2 separate regions of the Sus scrofa genome follow, and region 2 is linked to region 1. Evidence: chromatin contacts called from public Hi-C data. All regions are on one chromosome and are shown on one strand. The core of a region is the stretch at or near the end of the contact, and the rest is flanking DNA. Distances in the headings are between cores, read along the strand shown.

Region 1 (7,096 bases), core at 2,337-4,836:
AAAAAATCAAGTTATAGATTTTAAATAATTTTTTTCTGCAAAACATTTTTCAATATTTAATCGACTGCTCCAAAGAATCAACCTAAAGGAAACAATACTAATTATTGAATACTGTAAATTTAAGAAACAACTTAAAATAAAAACTTGAATTAAAAATCTTTAGATGAAACATTAATTACCTTGCAAGTCCAATACCAAATCCAGCAAATCTATTCAACTGTTCTAAAATAAAAGGAATAAGATTACTCATAACCAGTATTTAGGTTTACTGTAAAAACAACAAAAATATTTTCTTCTACTGTGACATTCTTTTAAACTCCCTGTCCCTAAATCAATTTCTGATAGCGGTCAGGGAGTCCATTTAAGGCATGAGGGCTCTTTTGTTGCATGTGGCAAGTTACAAGGTATAGACCTAAAGGCACAACTGCTTTTTAGCTCCAATTCATTGTTACTACATGGGACTCTTAAGTCCAGGGTTTCAAAGCTGTGCTTTTCCTAAAGAGATATTCTCATTTTTATATAGTATCTTCCAATTTTAAAATACTGGCAAGTATTTTTATAAGCGTTAAAATGTTGTGTGGGCCAGATGAAACACATCTGCAGGTAGAATCTAAGGGCTAGGAATTTTCAAATTCTGACTACAAACAATTTAAAATTTTTCCTAGAGAAGGCTCTGACTGTTGCTTTCAAGAGTCGCAAGTAAAAATAAATAAATGAATAAATAAATACCATGAAAATTATTAAATTGAAAGAGCACTTAGGGTCATTGAAATGGGTAAACAAGGCTCTTTTTTCTGTCTCCCAAAGTTTTAAATACTTTGATAGTAGCTACTTAATTAGGTTTCTGTGATAGGCTACTGTAGGTACATATGTGCTACTGATGATGCCATATCTATAGTCATTAGAGTTTACAGCTGGAAAAATTCCTAAAAAACTAAAATAATCTTTTTCTCTGACTAAAAACCTTAAAATCATAAAGGTGATAAATCATAACCATAGGAGACTAGGCAGTAAATTTCAGTAATAATACAATATTCACAAGGGTAATTTTTCTCTCTCATTCTCTTTTCTCCAATCTGTCCCTCTCATCTCTGCTCTTTTGAATGAAGTAAAGCCTTCACTATTTCCTGCCAGAACAAGGCCATGTCAACAGTTTCTAGGGAAACCATTTGGTTCATCCTTGCCCTGAAAAACGTACAAGCTAGACAGAAAGACGCTTCTTTTGCTCAATTAAGATGCTTTCCTCCTTTCAGCTTTTCCCTTTTTTGTGTATAGAGGTCATCCACTAATATTAACAGAAATACGAATGACATTGTCTGGAAGGTTTATTATTGTCAACTGTATAAGTCGCTCAGGCTTTTAAACTCTTTGCAAAGTTACATTCACCAGTCTCTCTCTCCCTCTTTTTTTTTTTTTTTTTTGGTCTTTTTAGGGCAGCACGCCGGGCATATGGAGGTTCCCAGGCTAGGAGTCCAATTGGAGCTGTAGCCGAAGCCTATGCCAGAGCCACAGCAACTCAAGATCCTTAACCCACTGAGCAAGGCCAGGGATGGAACCCGCATCCTCATGGATGCTAGTCGGGTTCGTTAACCCAGCCACCACAAGAGCTCCCACCAGCCTCTTAACTGCTGCAAAAAAGCCACAATACCCTGGTTATTAAGAGCTCCCGGTCACTGTAACCATCAAAGCATAAGTTATGAAAAGATAAAGACATCAGCTTTACTGCCTAAGAAGGTAACTGCAACAATCGTATATGCATTTCAACTTATTTAATTTGTAACTTTCCAGTACTCCTTTTGGGACCAATAGAAAAAAATCAAACTAGAGTGAAAACACTAATTGTATGACACTAAGTCAATGATCCTCCTCCAAATATCTTCGCGGGATAGTATTTAAAGTCTATTCCTCCCAGTAACCCAAATCAAATAAATATTACCGTGCCCACAAGTCAAAATCAAAGAAATAAGAATAAAATTTATATCCAGAATATACATAATATTTAATGATACAATCTATTATTCTAACAATTTCAGGAGAACGAAGAGAGGCAGCAAATTTTTCCATCTTATGAAGACTTTAAGACTGTCTAGATCACACAGTGCTGCAATTAAAACACAGGTCTTCTGACATCCTACAGAGAATAATCGTATCTTAATTCCAAAGTATTATCTTGAAACTACCTGTTTTTTGTTTTGTTTTGTTTTTGCCTTTTCTAGGGCCACTCCCTGCGGCATATGGAGGTTCCCAGGCTAGGGGTCTAATTGGAGCTGTGGCCACCGGCCTACACCACAGCCACAGCAACGCGGATCCGAGCCGCGAATCCTTAACCCACTAAGCAAGGCCAGGGATCGAACACACAACCTCTTGGTGCCTAGTCGGATTAACTACTGCGCCACGACGAGAACTCCTGTTTTTTTCATTCTTTAGTTGAGTTTTTAAATCAGAAAAAGGAAAGCATTAGGTGGGAAAATACAGGGGCAGTTGGGGGATCTAGAACATGGGCACGATTTCTATGATTAAATGGGAAAAGAGAGGTATCCTTTTAGCCTACTCTGTAGTAGGCATAACTCATCCTCATTTTACCTGCCACTTCTAAAACCCTGAGTTATTCTTAGAGACGAGAAAACTGGGGGATTACAAAGGTTAAGAAAGTCTCTCAGCTTTCAAGAAGTAGAGCCAGGTTTGAGCCTAAGAGGGCTTTTCTCTTTCCATAACACAAAGCCACAACTGATTAATTAAATCAAAGGAATACAGCTGTCGGTGAGTTAGGTATAGTTCGCATGATTCTCAACACAGTAAATAATCCGACTTCCTTCTTTCTTGAATCAGACTATGGGTTGTAATACGCCAAAACCCTCCGCAGTTTCTACCACACACCCCACAGCTAAGGCAGGTGTCTTTTTTGGAGACGATCCCGGAGAAAACATTTGTGTGAGCAAGAGGAGACGATCCCGGAGAAAACATTTGTGTGAGCAAGAGGGAGGAGCCCCGCCTGAGAGGCAGAGGACGAAAAGAGGGCAGAGGGTGTGGTGCGCGATAGGCCGAGAGGCCCGGGAGGCGGGACCCTCCAGGCCCGGGAGTTCGGCTTCTGGGCTCTGCGGATTCCCTTACGGCCCCATTACTCCACCAGCCCCTGCTTGTGCCCCATTTCCCTCACCGCTGCTCTGCCCGGGCACGCTACCACCGCTGCCTCCGGGAAAGGGTTCCTCCGCTGGGCCCTCGAGCGGGGTGGAGGGGGCGGGCACGCCGTAGGGCGGGCTCTTCTCGCCCCAGTGCAGGTTGCGGCTACCCGGGATGTCTGGGGGAGTGGTCACCCAGTGGCTCAGGTCAGACGCCGAGCTGAAAGACCTTGCAGGGAAAGCGCCGCCAAAGCCTTGCTCATCCCGGGCACCGCCCCGATAGCCCAAGCCATCGAATCCGTCCGGGCGCCTCGGATGCATCGCAGAGGGGGCAGGATGAGGCGAGCTCACCCGGACCCCACCACCACTGGGGCCACAGCGACCTCGAGGTCCACAGCTTCTTCTCTGCAGCCGCCGCCGCGTCCGAGGAAATTCTGACAACCGGAAGTCACGTTGCAAATCCGGAAGTCCTGGGACCACGTGACCGTAGCCTCTTCCGGCGGCCATTTGATACACGGTTGCTAGGGAGACACGGCCGTAACCCCTAAAACTGCAGTTTTTCGGGAGGAGGTGGAAACAAGACTGTGAGGTTAATGGAACACGGTAACAAGAGATGTTGTAGAGGAACAGGGGTGAAAGGGGTGGCCTGGGTGAGAAGAGGTCGAATAAAAATATTTCCTAGAGGGAGCTAACGGGTGGGTGGAGCTTACTCCAGAAATCAGATCTCAGCTGGAAACGCCCCATGGAATACAAAGGTCCCAGATTTAGGTCTTTTATTTTCTCGCTGGGCTAATACCCGGCCTGCCGTCGAGAAACTATTAGAGATTAGAGTTGCGGATGTTCCTAACGTCATAATGTAGCTTTGCCTGCCATACTTAGCGCTCTGGGTAGAATCGATTGAGAGATCTGGTTTGGCTCAGTGAACCCCAAAATATTGTTGACGGCTAGAGCAAGCCTTAGAAAGGAGGTAGCAGGAGAAAACCCTCCTTTACCTTTTTCTTCCCTGCTCCCCCCTGAGAATAAAAACTACTCTCTGAGATTTAGGAATTAGCATTTTGTTTTTCTAGGGCCACAAAACGACTATAGATAGTTCTCTGTCGTTTTCTTCTGGTGGAGCTAAATCACTCATGGTATTTAAATCCCAAGTGATGTCACTCAAAATCGCAAAATCGAGACTCTAGTTGAAAAATTAAAGTGGCCCCTACTACCTGATCAGCTCCCTAGACCTGATCTAACCTAACATGGGTTCCTTCTATGGCCCTTTTGCCCCATTTGACACCCAGGAATATGAGAACTTTCAGAAAAGAACCCTGACGCACTGTTCGCAAGCTTCCAGAAACGAACCTTTATTTAAGTGATTATCAACTTCGTCTTGAGTCCACTGACATTCTTAGATTGAGTTATAATATGGCTACAGCAAATGTATTGAGTCTTTTCTCTAGTAAGTGTATCTACAATTACTCGAGTACTAGTACCAAATTACTGGGTAATATCAAATTAGTTACTGGGCATGGCAATAAAAATACTTCTGTGTTCCTTGAGAATGATTGGCTCAAGATTGGGACTGGCTCAGGTCCAAAACTTATTGACTTACTGTTTTTTATTATTTTTATTTTTTAAATTTTTTTTCAGAGTTCTTGACCTGATTTTATTTTTGCAACAGAATGCCCAACATAGAACATAATTGCAAATATTCGGCTGTGCAAAAGAGAATAGTGCTTAAGTACAAACAGGAGTGATTTTTAATATTAATTTATTTATTTTTTGTCTTTTTGCCTTTCCTTGGGCCGTTTCTCACCGCATATGAAGGTTCCCAGGCTAAGGGTCTAATCAGAGCTGTAGCTGCCTGCCTATGCCAGAGCCACAGCAACTCGGGATCCGAGCCTCATCTGCAGCCTACACCACAGCTCACAGCAACACCGGATCCTTAACCCACTGAGCAAGGCCAAGGATTGAACCCGCAACCTCATGGTTCCTAGTCGGATTCGTTAACCACCACGCCACGATGGGAACTCCTGGAGTGATTTTTTTAAATAAATACTTAAACACAGGTTGGTCCTACAAGCACCTGGGGTCTAGGTCTGCATTAGTAAAAGAAGGAGAAAAGTGTGTGTGTGCATGTGTACCTTTTGTATTAAAAACAATAGCATCTCACAATTCACATGCGCTGTCAGTGGAGAAAGGATGAATTATTAAAAGGAGAACAACTGGGTAGCCAAATGAGTGGCGGAAACAACAGCCTCACTTCTTCACAACTTCCAAAATGAATTCATATTATTGTTTTTTCTTTAGTTTTTAAAGATTGAATGTTGGAAGAAAATGCTTGGTGAATATTTTTCAAATAGTGAATTGAAAAACTTTCTAAAAGTGACAGCAAGAAAGCATGTCTAAAACCTGGTTTAGAGAGTGGGTCACTGTATTGTAAAGAAGAGCTCCTACCAGTAAGGGAAAGTCATAAAAATATGAGCAAAGAACATGGAGAAGCTTTTATTAACGAAACAAATGCAAATGGATAATAGTTATATGAACAAATATCTACTCTCTAGTAAGGCAAATTTGAATAATAACTGTTTTCATCTATAAAAATGACAATGTTTCAAAGAGAAATGTACATTATTATGAAAAGTGAAAAGAAAGTAGCTCTCATTAATTTCTGGAGTTGTATAAAAATATAACAACTTTCTGGGAGTTCCTGTCGTGGTGCAGTAGTTAACGAATCCGACTAGGAACCATGAGCTTGTGGGTTCGATCCCTGCCCTTGCTCAGTGGGTTAACGATCCAGCGTTGCCGTGAGCTGTGGTGTAGGTTGCAATGCGGCTTGGATCCCACGTTGCTATGGCTCTGGCATAGGCTGACGGCTACAGTTCCGATTACCCCTATCCTGGGAACCTCCATATGCCGCAGGAGCGGCCCAAAGAAATAGAAAAAAGATAATGTATATATATATATAACAACTTTCTGATAGACGGCAGTTTGGCAATCTATGTCAAAACCCATAAAAATGATCATATCTTTTGACTCCTAAATCCTAGGAAACAAATGTAGGGTTTTTAAATAGATGAAAATACAACCTGAAAGTTGAGAGTTAAGTTTTACTTGGGGTGAAATTAGAACTTAAGCCCTGGAGACAGCATCTCAGGTAGCCCCAAGAAACCGCTCCAAGGAGGAGAAGAAGGAAGCTAGGCATATGGGTTTTTGTAACAATGGGGAGGTAGTAGGAACAAAAGATTTATAGATAACCAAGTTTACAGAAGATTTACAGAAAACCATTGCTATATGAAGGCAGAAAGGTCTGGGCTTATTGGAATCACTCCTTTGATATGCTTTCCTGAGTTCCCTCAGGGTTCATTGGCCCACCCGTGGGAGTGGCTGTTCTCACAGGTGACCAGGACATCTTTTGTTTTGCCCACTAACTACAGCCCAGGAGACAGTATTTCAGATAGTTATGAGATACTGTCCCAAAGAGGAAAGGGGGTCTATCAAGATATAAGTCATGAAAAGGGGGAGGAGGTGCATGCAGCCATTCACACATTTTACAGAAGTTTTCTGGTGGTCTTGTGAAGGTTACTACTAGTCAAACATTAAGTCATCAATGATGGATTTTAGTGTTTTTCTGGAATAAGGAGATGCAGGAATTGGGCTCATAAAATCTCCTGAGACTATCTAACTACCTGAAGGCCTTTCCCAGAGCACAGAGAGCCTCCCTCCTGGTCTCCACCCTGAGCTCCACTCAGGTTGCTGTGGGTTGGTAGCTGCAGTGGCTCATGTTCTGCTCCATGTAGAGGCTGATGGCAAATGTCAAACTTCAGTTCACACCTATGACATTAAATTTTTTATTTTTTATTATTCTGTGAAACATTTTCTTCAAGGACTCATAGTTTTCTATTTGCTGAAGTTTACGTTTATGCTATTAAGTGTCCCTTTCTATAAACATGTTATATACTTCCATTTGTTGAGTGTTATTTGGTGCATTGGGT
Region 2 (7,096 bases), core at 1,784-4,283, 310 kb before region 1:
TAGGATTACTTGCATACACAAATCTTGTCTGTTAGATAAGTTTAAAAATTTGGCTTCGAATACTTTGACAATATCTTGCTTGGAAAGTATTTCAAGTTGCTTCATTATGCATTTTTTTGTGCACCCCTATTGCTTTCTCTTTTAACTTTTTTCATATGAAAACAGGAAGTTTTTTTTTTTTTGGTATGAAAACACATGGAAGAAATGTCTGCCTTTTAAACAGGTTTACATGCTATCAAGTTCAACTTTTTTTCTTTTGCAAGGGGAAAAGTTCTCCTCCTCCTACACTTTTAGATTCTTTATTTGAGTAGGGCTTATGTAGTTCCAGCTGAGAATTAACTGCCACAAAGCTGGAGGCCCAGGCAGAAATACTACAAGTCTCCGCCCACAGGTGAGGAAAAGTATTTCACCTACACTATAAACCTACATTAAACAACGAAAGCTTACAAAATTAAGCTAAGAAACCCTTCTGTAAATTAAAAAAAAAAAAAATTACTGGTGGTCTCATAAATGTCACAAAGTTAATGTTCCATCTACCTAATAACGATGATTTACAGTGTTGTGAAATGTGACTTTAATGAAGCTTGATTTGGTTTCTATGAAATGCGACTGAACCGGCGCCATAGTTCTAGCAAGTATGAGACTTGCTCCAGGCACTTATTTGCTTTGACTTCTCTTTTCCTCATTGCCTGGGTATTATTTATCTGTGGAACAGGAGAAGCAATAATCAAAATTAGTTGTCACTGTCTTTGAGTGGCTCTTATTTTATCTTCTTTATGCAAATCTCTCTCTCAGAGTATCCTCCAAGACACCTACACACTGCTTGTGTGCTTTCTCCAGAGGAATGTCCTCCCAGCTCTCCACCCATTACTTCAAGGCCAAGCAGCACCTCCTCCACAAGACCTCTGCTAATTGCTCAGATATTTCTTTTGGAAATTCTTTAAGAGCTTCAGATAGCTTTTACTTAACTTGGCTCTCACAGACATAGTGTTTTCATTATTACATCATGGGTATTCCCCAGAGGACTGAGGACAATGTCATATACACAGGAAACATTGAATATTTATGGAATGAGTAAAAACATGAATTAGTTGATGATTTCACGGATCTCCCTGACAAGATCATAAGTTCCTCAAGAACAGGAGTTATGCCTCTTTACAGATATAATTCAGTAAACCCATTATTTGGATCTGTCCTTCCCAACCTCCTAGATATGCCACAGACACCTGAAAGCTTATTCTGATGAGGAGTCTAAATAGTAAGAAAAAAAAAAAAGATTGCAATAATCTTCTGATGTATTCCTTCACTCAAATTACTCTTGAGTAGGGACTGGGCCACCCAGACATGCAATATTCAGATCAATGAAGTTCACCAGGTTACTAAGCAAAAGGCTTATAATTTAATCTGCTAAATTGTAATTAAATATCACTGGTCTTGGGCTCTCCCTTTGCACTTGTGAGAGGGCTGAAATAAACCCCTCCCGACTCTCCCTTTTTCACACGTTGTGCAGAACTTGATCTTGCCTGTCCTCTGTGCTTTTCTTATATGGATGAATATCACTGTGGCCATTTGCAGATTTGCCAGAGTTCCCTTGATGGAAGACATAGAGCCAAATGGGTTTTTCACATGGCTGCCTGTTATTGAGTCTCCAATTCAAGCTAAACCCAGAACACCACGGCGTCAATCTTCAATCCCGAAAAAACTGACAGCCCCAGGCACCTAGACACTCAGTGTATAGAGGGATAAAGTCCACCACTTAATATGCAAATCTACACTGATTCTTTTTGTCATTTTAAAATTTGTCATCAGGAAGATAAATTCCCTGATTTACTTGCCTGCTGAAATAAATAATTTACTGTTCCAAGTACTTTTACATGTATGGACTCATTTAATCCTCAAAACCACTCTTTACAGGACTTGCAAATATGATTCTCATTTTGCAGATGGAACTGAGCACATAGAGGCTAAGTAATTTATCCAAGTTTTCACAGAAGTTATGGGGCTAGGATTCAAAATCAGACAAGGCTGTCCCCTGACTTACTGTCCCCAGCTTGGCACTACAGTTTCCATTTAAAAGTTACACCTTCATTCAAATGCATGTAATTGCATATGCGAAAGATCCATTTTGTAAAGAGTGAGCAACAGGCAATTAAGCAGACCTGTGGTAGAGATTTAACGTATAATGTAAACTTTAAAGAAAGAAGTATGCAATTATTAAATGATAAGCCTAAGCAATGCTGCTTACACTTTGGAATGGGTAATAATCTCACAAGGAGTTTATACACAGTGACTGTGATTTTCGAGATCTGGGTTGGGTCCCTGGCAATTGCTTTTTGGACAATCACCCTCCCATGCTTGAGTAGCCAGGGCATGCTGATGTCGTAAGCTCACAGATCACACTTTGAAACACTGGCCTAAGGCTTAGGGAACAAGTCTGCAAAAAGAACCCGAACCCTAGACATAGGGGGGTTTGAATCCTGGTGTCAACGTGGGACTAGCCGACAAACTACAGCTTTTACCCGTTCGTTTGCCCTTCGAAAGACAGAATCTGAATAAAAATCACAACTTTTGCCCAGAAGCCCCACTTATTAAAACGCGAGCTTTGGATACATCTGCTTACCTGAATTCCGGAGTAGCCCGAGCACTGGAGTGCGAATGCAGCCTTAGTTCGTTTGGCAAATTCTTCCTTGGCGAGTGAGGTGCAGCCGTGAACGGGTTTGAAGGTAAAGAGTTCGATTTTAGTGAGGCAATCCGGCTGCTCAAAGGCGGCAAAATTTACGAGAAAAGAAGAAAACGCCGAGGGGGGGGTGGGCGAAAAAGGGAAAAAGAGAGAGAGTTGGTGAGACTTGAGTGAATGGGGCAGTGGGGGCGGCGGGGGAGGAACGGGAGACACAGCAAAGGCGATTCGAGGAGGAGGAAAGAGGTCTCGGGTGAGCAAGCTGAGGAAGCAGGGGCGTGGTGAGGTGGCCGAGGGCACTTGAGGAGATGGAACCCGCGCCGCTGCTCGCTCCGCCCACAACTCCAGGCCCAAGGGGCGGCGGCGATCGCTTCCAGCCGAGGCTCACACCCTGGGAGGAGCGCCTCTGACGTAGTTCCCCGGTCCCAGTTCCCAATTTGACGTTCCTCCCGAGCGGGGAGGGCGAGGAGGAGCCTCTCCCGGAATCCTCCTCAGATCCGAGAGACTCCTCACCTTAAATTGGAACAGAACTGGCGTCCGGAGCTGGGCACCGGCACGGAAGTTTCCGGCAGCCCAGTGGTCCCTACTGGGTCGGCGTCGCCAGGGATCCCGGCCCCCGCCTGGGGTTCCACGGACCGCAAGATACTCCCTCCCCGGGACGCCTGGCGTCTCTCTGGAGAAAGCCAGCAGCACTAACCACTTACTCACCCTATCATCACAGTAGACGAATTTGTTAAACTCGATACTTTTCGTCTGGAAGAAAGAATAATAGCATACGGCGGAAGGGTAAAGACTTAAGTTCAGAGGAGAAATCATTTGCCTCTCCTCCTCACTCCGTTGCTTCCAGGTTTTAAAGATGTAGTTTCCCATTCGGTACTTGTTTCCTATGCGACTGTTCTTGATGTTGACATGGTCACGAAACATTTAGTCTTCAGATAGTGCCTACTAGTGTTTGAAACTGGATATCAAATTATCGTATCCTAGAGAGAGATTGTCCTTGCCCACCAAAGTGGACACACCTGTATACAGGGCCACACACGTGACAATGATGCCGTTTTTTGAATACTCACGTCTGCCCTGTAGCTGTTTGTACACTTCGTACATGTACTTTTTATCCAGAAATTAGAATCAGGACAATGTTTACTACTGTATATTAAGAAATCTGAAGTGCCCTTATCCCACAATGGCATCCTAAATATCTCGAACACCAGAAAGAACTGAAGGGCACATTCCTCCGGGTCATCCTCACTGGTTAGGTCTTAGCTCACAAGAATTCCCTCTATTGTTCTTTCTTTCTCAAGCCCTTAATCTGTTTTTTTTTTTTTTTAATTGCACCGGTGAGGAAGATTTAGCAGAGAATAGACAACCTTGATGGATATCATGTGTCGCCTATCAATACCTGCTCCTCATCAGCACCAGCACATTTCATTAGTGTCCCAATTTCTTGGTAGTCATTTTAGAAGCCAGTATGTTTCAACATCACTTGTGGATTTCTTTTTTGACAAAATACTGAACCATGATTATTTTCCAATTATTTCCTTGAAAGTTAAATTGTAGTTGTAGTGTGTGTGCACTTATAAAATTTTATAAAAACATTTAAAAAATATTGCTTCACTTACCCCATTTATATAAGTTTTCAGTTCGTGATGTATGACTTCCTCGAAAATATCTTGAATCCTCTCAAAGTCACAGTCTGTAAAATTGTAGGTTAGCACAAGCCCTATCAGTTGCAAGATGAAGATCTTCCTGAAAAAAACTGAACAAATAATAAGGTATCAGGCAATGCATTTGGAAACCCAATTCCACCCCAGTTTCTCACTCAACTCTTTCCACCAAAGCTGAATTGCCTCTAGAGCTGCAGGGCCTAACTTAGGGGTAGATGCCCAGGCGCCATTCTTTGCTTCTCATTCCCAGTGCACATGAAGCCCATATTCACCCATGTTGTTGCCTTAGGTTGGAGTCTCCCTGATGCTCCAGAGCTTTCTGGCTCCACATATATAACACCTAAACGCCTACGGCTCTTTTCTCCTAGGCCAATGATTTTCCTTGATGTCATTCTCTTCCTTTATAGAATTCTAAATTGATGACATGAAAGAAAAAAAAATAGGGCTAGCCAAATCTATGGAATTTTAACATTAGTAAAATCACCAGGAATTTCCCTCACCTTCCTCCTTTTATCTTTGCCCTATACCCTTGATATGTGTCTGAATGTGCTTTAAGAAAGAGATATATCTTTCTTCTACAGGGCTATTTCTATGACCAAACTCCTTTTTTGAAAACAAAAACAAAAATAAAAACAAACAACACCCTAAACAGTAGCAGCTCTAAAAGGTAGGTACCTCTGCTCTTGATTGCTGTACTCTCTAAGCATTCCTTTGGCCACTTTCTGCTAGTGCTTTTCCTTCTCTGTGGCTACTGAGAAGAAACGCATGTTCTTACTTAATGCAATACTTTGGTGACTGGGTGCAGCCTCAGGCTTGGACTGCACTTGCAGGTAAAGGATTACATATGCAATAATGGACCAGAACCTGAGGGGCAAGGACGATAAGAAATTGAAATGAATAGGAAAAGATCTGGTGGGCCTCACCCTCAAAAAACTAACTTGCCAAAGCACCCTGATCAACTTCGTGAAAGAAATGCTACTCTTAGGTGACTGGGGGGCACCTTAGGAGCTGCTTTTTCCTCTAGCAAGTTCTAGACGTGTCACGAACTTTCAAAGCTACAAATTCCACCGCCCTGTCACCTTCACAGCCCCATTCTTCAGGGCTGCGTTCAGGAGTGGGAACGCCGGACTCCAGGAGCGGGACGACTGCGCCGCGCAGCAGCGGACCGCTGCAGGGTTAGGTGCTGTCCAGCAGGCAGCTCGCCCGGACGCGCGCAGGATTCCTGCGCCCCGCGTGCGTGCGCACAGCCTTAGCCCCACGCTGCGTAACCTCGACAACTTCCATCACCTGCGGCCTGAGCACAGGCACGCGTTTTAGGGGCGGGAGAAGCACTGAGATGGCTGGCTCGGTTTTGTGCTTCCAAACTCCAGAAAAGTGAGTTTAAACACAGCCAAGTGAATCAGGGAGAGCATTTGGTGCCTAGCCGCCTTCGGGGTTCTGGTAGCGCCAATATGAAGTTGAAGAGAAGGAAGACCCAAAGCGACGGCGCTGCTGGGGAATGAACCCCAATCCGGCCCAGGTTGGCCCGCGCCGCCCGGGTTCTCCTGAAACCCAGCTCCCCTCTCAGTCCCCCCACCCCCACCTCCTTGCGTGTCAGAGCCTGCGGAGCCCAGGTCCTTGGGAAGTTCCTAGGAGTCATCGCCTGAGCCGCCGAGGCAGGGCGCCCATGTGAGTCCTAGCAAATGTCACAGGCCACGCGGAGCCTGGGAACAGCAGCAGGGGGTGGCGAGGAAAGCGGGAAAAACGCGGCTTCGGGGTGGGGGTGGAGTAGAAACTCGAGCCAGAACTGAACATTTTTTCGTAGAAGGCTCTCTACAGCTGTACCAATACAGCTGGACCCAATTCTCTGCTGGAGGCCTGGAGATAAAGGTTGTGGCGCTGACAAGAGTGTCGGACAGCTTCTGATTCACCACTGACTTAAAGATGGGCTTTTTCTGGAACCCTGACAGTCTAGGGTTTAAGGTCATGGCAGCATCCTTTGAAAGAGATGTCCTCCGTCCCTCTCCCCCTATCCACTACTTTTCAGGGTCTTGTGGAATGACACCAAAGCCTGATTCACTTACTATGACATAAGTGTTTCTGATTGGCAGCTGGAGGATGGGTAGGCACACAGGAGATAGAGACAGATTTCTTCACTGGATTGGGATAGGCTGACGGGGCAGGGACAGAAGAAAGCAGCTTTTGCTCAGGTTCCACCTGCATTCTTCTAGGGTGAACCGAGCTGTCTGTCTTGTTTTTTTCCTTTAAAACTGCGACAATTTTTTTTTTTTTTTTGGCAGAGGCAGACAAGGTGGCTCCTCCTCCTTCTCAGGCACCGTGGAAGACATCCCTTTGCCTGTTAAACACTCTGCTAAACACTTGTGCCTGGGGCTTCCAGTTTTCTTATCTGTAATCATGTGACCTCTTAATTCACTTCAGTCATTCCACATTTCTGCTCAAAAACTCTTGGTCGACTCCCAGTTGCTGTGACATGTGCAATCATCGTTCCCAGCTGGCTCCAAGATGTGGTTCCAGCCTTATTCTCCTTCATTCTCCTAGGCTTCTGCCAAATAGTAGAAGAAATTAATATGGTCTAAAAATGTCCTAGGCATTCTTCTTCCCAGCCTCATATCCTCAGCTGTGGCATTCTTCTTTCATTCAGTTCTCATTTCACTGGACATCTCCTCCAAAAGTGGTCTCTCTCTTGCCTGGATGTGACTTCACTTTCCTTGAAGCTGTATTTATTTTGGACTTCCCTCTTATGACCTCCACTCAT

What was found. Hi-C and Micro-C count contacts between places; a contact is called where the count stands out from the background.
Region 2: a contact with region 1 is called in a Hi-C map of epiblast stem cells, with 2.1 times the contacts expected there. The contact joins the promoter of WDR36 here to the promoter of SLC25A46 in region 1. A contact is called at or near these places in 3 of 47 Hi-C or Micro-C datasets (epiblast stem cells, heart right ventricle and liver) and 1 of 2 datasets of contacts at active chromatin or transcription factors (skeletal muscle).

Annotation. Positions count from the first base shown.
Region 1 is chr2:115,526,152-115,533,247 of Sscrofa11.1, reverse strand. It overlaps SLC25A46 (solute carrier family 25 member 46), which reads right to left and starts at 3,586. Exons shown (of 8, transcript XM_013995025.2): 1 at 3,158-3,586; 2 at 180-222. The coding sequence starts at 3,440.
Region 2 is chr2:115,831,036-115,838,131 of Sscrofa11.1, reverse strand. It overlaps WDR36 (WD repeat-containing protein 36), which reads right to left and starts at 3,033. Exons shown (of 24, transcript XM_003354239.5): 1 at 2,621-3,033. It overlaps TSLP (thymic stromal lymphopoietin), which reads right to left and starts at 5,980. Exons shown (of 6, transcript XM_021085155.1): 1 at 5,769-5,980; 2 at 5,421-5,509; 3 at 4,297-4,433; 4 at 3,386-3,430; 5 at 2,621-2,755; 6 at 560-704. The coding sequence starts at 5,980. The coding sequence ends at 597.